Regions from separate parts of the Lactuca sativa genome. Here region 2 is linked to region 1. The links are chromatin contacts, called in public Hi-C maps. All regions are on one chromosome and are shown on one strand. The core of a region is the stretch at or near the end of the contact, and the rest is flanking DNA. Distances in the headings are between cores, read along the strand shown.

Region 1 (3,573 bases), core at 329-2,828:
TTGAACATGAGAAACCTACATACCCTCCTGCTGTCAATTTGTAGTTTCTTAAAACACATCAACACACATTTTTTTTCTAGTTTTTTTTTTTTTTTTTTTTTTCCAATTCTTGAATCTGATATGGGTTTATGAGTTCTTGAATCCAAGAACAATAACATATCAAAAAATAAACTGACAAAAAATTCATATTTAGCTGGAGAAGATAATGAATTCTGGTCGGAGCTGTCAAAAAGTTGGATGATAGGATTTTTATAAATATGATAAACAAATTTAATAATGATATATATGAACAACTAAATGTATAAACATGCTAAAATATGTTACCATTATAACCAGTAACCTTTATCAAAATACTCCTCACATCGAAATAGTGTTACAATCTACTGAATCGCTCGTTTAGGGACTTACATGCAAACCTGTTACAAGTGTAGGGAATAAGGGATCTACCAGCAAATTTTCCTTCTGATAAACTATACAAATAATGGAACCTATAAATAAAAACAAATGATGGAACACGCTCTCACTTCTCATATGCATTGTAAAGGACTAAAAGGTCCGATTTCACTTTTTTTTTTTTTTTTTTTTTTTTTTTTTTTTTTTAAATTAGGGCACAATAGATTAAAAAAAAACACTATTTTATTTATGTATTTTAACTACTCTATTTCAATATTATCAATAAAAGTTATAAGTTTGATATTTTTCTATATCATCTACTTTGACCCGCTATAATATGTTAAAACAATTAATAGAAAATTGTCAAAATTTAATGAAAAATTAAACTTTGACAACAAAAAGAATATATATATTATAACCATTTTAACTTGATATAAACCAAAAGATTTATAACTCAATGATATCAAATGTTGCTTCCTTCTCGAAGTTGGAAGTTCAAATCTCTTATGAGATATAGATAAAATTATGAGTATATTAGATTTTTATGTAAAAGAACTTTAAGATGTTATAATAGATTAAAAAGAGTACATAAAAACAGAAGGAACTTCAATTGTGTTTGTTGGGGAAATGTGAGGTATGGTGAACACCTTCTCACCCTCCCTTCGAGAGCGATATACATACTTGTCCTGTTATTAAAGATTTATTTAAAAATGACATTTAGTGAAAAATTAAACTTTGAGAATATATATATATATATATATATATATATATATATATATATATATATATATATATATATAATATTATAACATTTTAATTTGTTTTAGAAGGTTAAAATAACAATATAAAAATTATCAAGTTTAAATGGTTTCTATTAATAAAACTTATATATAATTGTCGAATCTCAAAAATTGTTAAAAATATAGTAAGTTTTATGTATATTTCTTTTTTAGATCATTATTAATTTAATTTAAATGGAATAGAAATAATAATACCAATATGATCGAAGCCATATGTGATTTTAAGGGCGATTATAATAAAATATTATTTTGTTAAATGAATAAAAATATAAAAACATAACCATGGTTAATCATGGGTTAGGTGTGTTTGACCATTCTGGTTTGGTAGGCGTGTTGTCTCGGTGCCTCCTCTCTCCCCCATAAAAACCCCTCTTCAAGCCCAGACGTATCTCTCAACCACACCCAACACAAAGCGTTAGAGAGAGAAACTAGAGAGAGAAAGTTCAACAAAGTTCTCTTTTCTTTCCAATTTCTCTCTCTAAATCAGCGCTCACTTTCTGAATCGCCGGCGAGGACTTGTGTGGTCAGTTGAATCAGGTTGAGTTAGTGGAGAAATGCAATCGGAGTCCGTCGAAACGTCGCTGTTTGATTTGTTGACCGCAGCTCTGAAGGGGAAACTTATTGGCACAGTTAACGGATCGGATAGCGGAGACTCAACGATGCCGCCGGCTTTGGCGATGATTCTGGAAAATCGTGAGCTGCTGGTGATACTGACCACGTCGGTTGCTGTTTTGGTAGGATGTTTTGTTGTTTTGGTGTGGAAGAGATCTACGAATAAGTCGGTTAAGGAATTGGAGCAACCGAAGATCGTTATACCCAAGAGACGGGTGGAAGAGGAGGTTGATGATGGTAAGAAGAAGGTTACGATTTTCTTCGGAACGCAGACTGGAACGGCGGAAGGTTTCGCTAAGGTGAACTATCGATGTTGATTCGCATGTCTCTTGACATTTTTGAAATTTTGGTCAATATAAAGGTTTTCGCGTTTTTTTGACATCGATTCCTCTTGTTTTGAAGGCACTCTTTGAAGAAGCTAAAGTGCGATATGAAAAGGCCTCCTTTAAAGTAATCGATTTGGTGAGTGTTGACTTTTAGAGTACAGATTCAGATGCATATGGTACATAATAATTCTTGTGACTCGATCTTAAAGTCCTTGATTCTTAGAAACGTTGAATTTTACTGCTAGTTGAATCAAGGATCATAATTATCATTATGTTTTCAATATGCAGGATGATTACGCTGTTGATGACGAGGAGTACGAAGAGAAACTAAAGAAGGAGTCATTTGCTTTCTTCTTCTTGGCTACGTAAGCTTTTGTACCCATTTATATCTGTTTTACTTTTTTCTGAAAGAATCGTTGACTATCTTAAATCATGGATCGAAATCTATTGGATCGATCTGAACCCGGCAATTAAGTAACTCGACTAACTGAAAGTGGACTTTATTAATAAAAGGAGCAGATGCATAGAACTATTCAATAGGATTGCTTATGCAACACTCTTCAACAGGAAATCTTGAAAATAATAAACAATTGTTTCAACTTCCCTAGTCATCCAAAAAAGAAAACTGTTGAAGTTTTCATGGGGTAGTGAGAGGAAGCAACCTCAAAGGTTATAGCAGGTTGCTAATTACCTATTAACTCAACTTGTTTGATAACTTCTTGTGTAGATATGGAGATGGTGAGCCAACTGATAATGCTGCCAGATTTTATAAATGGTTCACTGAGGTAAACATTGTATACATCTTTTAGATTCATGTCACAAATCTCTCCCGATCTGGATATTGATTTAGAACCTCTTGTTCCTTATACAGGCAGAAGAGAAAGTTAGTCTTAACAAACTTCACTATGGAGTATTTGGTCTTGGCAACAGACAATATGAGCATTTCAACAAGGTAACAAACAATAACTATCACACCACCTTCTTAATCATTCAGCATCTTCTAGCATTATCAGTTTCTGAATCTTCTTATATTGCTTGTGTTATTTATAGATTGCAAAAGTGGTTGATGATGGTCTTGCAGATCAGGGTATGTTAAATTTGCTAATTTCTATCCATTATCAACTTATCAAGTAACAAATCTTCTCTTATTTCTTGTAGCATCTCTAATGTTTATGTTTTTCACCATTTTCAGGTGCAAAGCGTCTTGTTCCAGTTGGCTTAGGAGATGATGATCAATCAATTGAAGATGATTTTACTGCATGGTATTTAAAAGACTTCTTTTTCCTCTCAAAAAGATAAACATTTTTATTCCATTTGTAACATTTTATCTAATCCTGATTCTTCAGGAAAGAGTTAGTGTGGCCAGAATTGGACCAATTGCTTCGTGATGAAGATGACAAAGGTGTTGCTACTCCATACACAGCTGTCATTCCTGAATACAG
Region 2 (3,573 bases), core at 791-3,290, 190 kb before region 1:
AGGCCATCCCAATATATTGAACTCTTACAAGTTCAATGTATTGCCACATGACCCTTCCAATAAGAATATCATTTTAGTCATTAAACTCCATAATAAGAATATCATTTTAGTCATTAAACTCCACACTTCATTCAACTCTATTAAAGTTTAATGGATTGTCACATCACCATCTTATTATAATTTTTCTTTAAATACTATTAATATATAAAACTAAAATATTAACATAATTCGAAATTAAAGGTAAATTTTTTTATTTAAAAAGGTTGTTTATGTTTTTCCACTTCTTATTATTTAGATAACTAAAAAGTAAACTATAAAACAAAATTTAATTACTTACGAAGTTAGAATATATCATTTTAATTGACTCAATATTATTGAATAGAAAATAATTTAAATTATAAATAGAAAATAAATCAAAATTGTTGTATAAAATAAATTAAATAAATATAATTTAAATGTATATATAATCCATACCACCGTTCAATCCCCATTAAACTCACATTCATTAAACTTAGGCTACAATGGTGGGTTTAATCAATTGGATGGTCATATCATCACTTTTTCACCATTAAACTCCCCATTCAATCCCCATTGGCGACGGCCTATTCCTATTCTAATAAAAGAATAGATTGATTCTCATTTTGTCATTTGTCACACTATTAAACTTCCTAATTAATGTCATGTCATATGACAACCTATTAATTCCATTTCAAATTTTAAATTTTAAAATTTTCACTTTAATTACATTAAATTAAATAACATTAGAATAAAAATAAAATTAAATTAATACAGATTATAAAGTCACGTACTTATTTAAATCAACACTTATAATTTTATATAAATAAAAAATACCTTGTAATTAATAATTTATTTAAAATAATTGATTAATAATTTTAAGTTTTTTGATGAAAATTTAATAAATTTTGTAACCGTGGTTCTACGGGTTATAAACTAGTATATATATATATATATATATATATATATATATATATATATATATATATATATATATATATATATATATATATATATATATAGAGAGAGAGAGAGAGAGAGAGAGAGAGAGAGAGAAGTGAGGCCCCTCTCTATTTGTGTTTACTTTTAAAATTTTAAATAAAAGGGAAAAATGTTTAAGAAAATAGAAAAACAAATTAAAACGGTAGATTAGTTTTTTCAATTTTAATAGTGATTAATTCCACAAACAAACTAGACAAACCTACAACATTGGTCCTTATGGTATTAAAAAAACTTTGGATAAGGTCCAAAAAGTTTTCAACTTGCATGAAATGTCCAAAATTAAAATATTTACGTGATTTTTGTCCAAAAAATATTATGTGATTTTCTGGTGCTGACTTTCTGAAGTTCTACAAAGAAGGAATTCAAGTTTATTTACAATAATAAACTAAAATGTATGTTTTCTAATAACCCTTCTCCAATTTCGAAATAGCAATCTATTTTAGGGTTCTTAAATTCAAATTGTTGTTTGCATATCATAGTGAGAACATATCCTTTAGGGTGTATGCGAATTTAGGGTTTTATGTTTTCCGCCAAAAATAATTTTTTGTTATTTATAAAACCCATCACATAGAGCATCAAATCCCCAACCTTGGCAACAAAAACAACCGAAACGAACCAATCACTCGTCTCTTAAGGACATAACCACTTCATTAGTAATCTTCTACAAATTTGGGTTTCATCTTCTCTCAAGACTCCAATCACTTGCTACTATATACATATATCGAGATTTGGGTTTTTTTTTTTTTTTTCTTTCTTTATCTATTTGATCATTGTGTGAAAATTTTGGGTTTATGTTGTCTATTACACATGGACGAATGTTGTGTCGTTTGTGAAATCAATTATGTGATTAAACCCAGGACCGGCCCATGGGTCGGAGCAAATTGGACGACGAATGTGTATCGTTTGTTGAGATCAATCCCCCCAAATACCAAAGGGCCTGTATTTTATATTTTGTTATATCGAGTTATATTTGTGAGTTGTGACAGCCCATTATTTTTAAGGCTAATGGGCTAATTGTTCTAAGGCCCAATCTAACCAAACCAGGCGAGCGCCAATCCAAAAGAGGGAGCTGGAGCGAGACGACGAGACCTAGCGTGCGTTTCCGATTTCGAAGGCGTCATCAACGCTTCAGTCGATTTCTATGGAAACTCCAAAGGACTTCCACTTCTCCAGAAGCCAACGGTTAGTTATCTGTTAGTTATCTGTTGTTTGCTTCTTCTGTTTCTTCTATTTCTTATTTTCTGATTTCTGAATTCGTCCATTCTGAAATAGCACCGATAATCAGTGAATCCGAACCGAAATTTATTTCGAATCGCCGGAGGTTTCTGAATTTCTTTGTGAATCGCCGGAAGTTGAAGTTTCAGTCTTTCAGAATCGAGTTAGAGACGAAATTGATTTCTGAATGTGAATATGTGTATGTAAGTTCTAGCCTTCTTGAGTGTAATTTACTACAAACTCCATTACAAAACGATTGATAAGTATACTCCCAATGGTTACTGCTTAGAAAATATATGTTACATATGGACATGCACTTCAATATAAATCTATATGCTTCATAGTGTATTATTGTCACAGTAAGATTCAAAATCCTCAAACCGAAATATAAACATCTCATCTACTCATTATTGGCGGACATGTTTCAATACCTGGTGATTTCTTCTTCTTATAAAACTAGTATAAAGAACTTGACTAGTATGCTACAAACTCCATTATGTACAAGTGAACATTGTTCAGAAATTTTACTATTGGGATACAAGTCGATTAAGCTGGAAGATGATTGTTCAATAGAAATCTCTGTTTGATACAAACCTTGAGCCTTGATGTCCTTGTGAACCATTTCGAGCATGGACTCCTCATGAAGGAATGTCAAGCCTTTCGCAATGCCAACACAAATTCTTTGTCTTGTAGGCCAATCAATTTCCAGCTTAGAGTTATTGTCCTTTGAGTCTGATTAAAAGAATTTTAATCAAGAAACTTGTGAATGGAAGTTAGACTCTCTTTGTGGAACTAAAGATGCCACATTTTCCATTTTGGGGTGTCCTATTTAATTTGTAACACTTTGTTCTTATAGGAGCTATTGAAGCCTTGATTCCAACTCTTAGCAGTGTCAACTTCTAAACTATCATCTTGTAACTGTGTTATAAGTTATAACCACAACATTCAGGTTTGTCCCAACTTTTCTTGATCATTTATCTTGTGTGCTATTTTTGAACAACAATGTTTAATGTTATGATCTGTGCTTTGATGGATTAGAATCTCAAGAAATTAAACAGAAGTATTATATAGAAATGATGATATAGATTTATGAAATTATTCATTCAAGTGGAGATTGATCTTCTGCTTTCTAATTTGCAGAGTTACTAATCAGCCATGGCTGATTTTTTAACATCCACTCACCGAGCCAAGTGGATCTTCACTCCACAAGATTTGGTACACAACCTTCTCATATTCAATTCTTTAAAACTCTTTCTACTAATTTAAATTTTCTTTGAATAATCTTTTCCAGAAAGAAAAATACAAAGCTGCCAATCATAGAGCAAAACAGATGCTGGAGAA

What was found. Hi-C and Micro-C count contacts between places; a contact is called where the count stands out from the background.
Region 2: a contact with region 1 is called in a Hi-C map of seed, with 3 times the contacts expected there. The contact joins the promoter of LOC111909597 here to the promoter of LOC111909603 in region 1. A contact is called at or near these places in 2 of 4 Hi-C or Micro-C datasets (leaf and seed).

What each region holds. Positions count from the first base shown.
Region 1 is chr8:103,915,345-103,918,917 of Lsat_Salinas_v11, reverse strand. It overlaps LOC111909603 (NADPH--cytochrome P450 reductase 1), which reads left to right and starts at 1,578. Exons shown (of 17, transcript XM_023905390.3): 1 at 1,578-2,104; 2 at 2,208-2,267; 3 at 2,420-2,496; 4 at 2,859-2,916; 5 at 3,003-3,083; 6 at 3,182-3,218; 7 at 3,324-3,393; 8 at 3,478-3,573. The coding sequence starts at 1,748.
Region 2 is chr8:104,103,214-104,106,786 of Lsat_Salinas_v11, reverse strand. It overlaps LOC111909597 (cyclin-H1-1), which reads left to right and starts at 2,040. Exons shown (of 17, transcript XM_023905386.2): 1 at 2,040-2,199; 2 at 2,290-2,431; 3 at 3,089-3,181; 4 at 3,373-3,447; 5 at 3,524-3,573. The coding sequence starts at 3,388.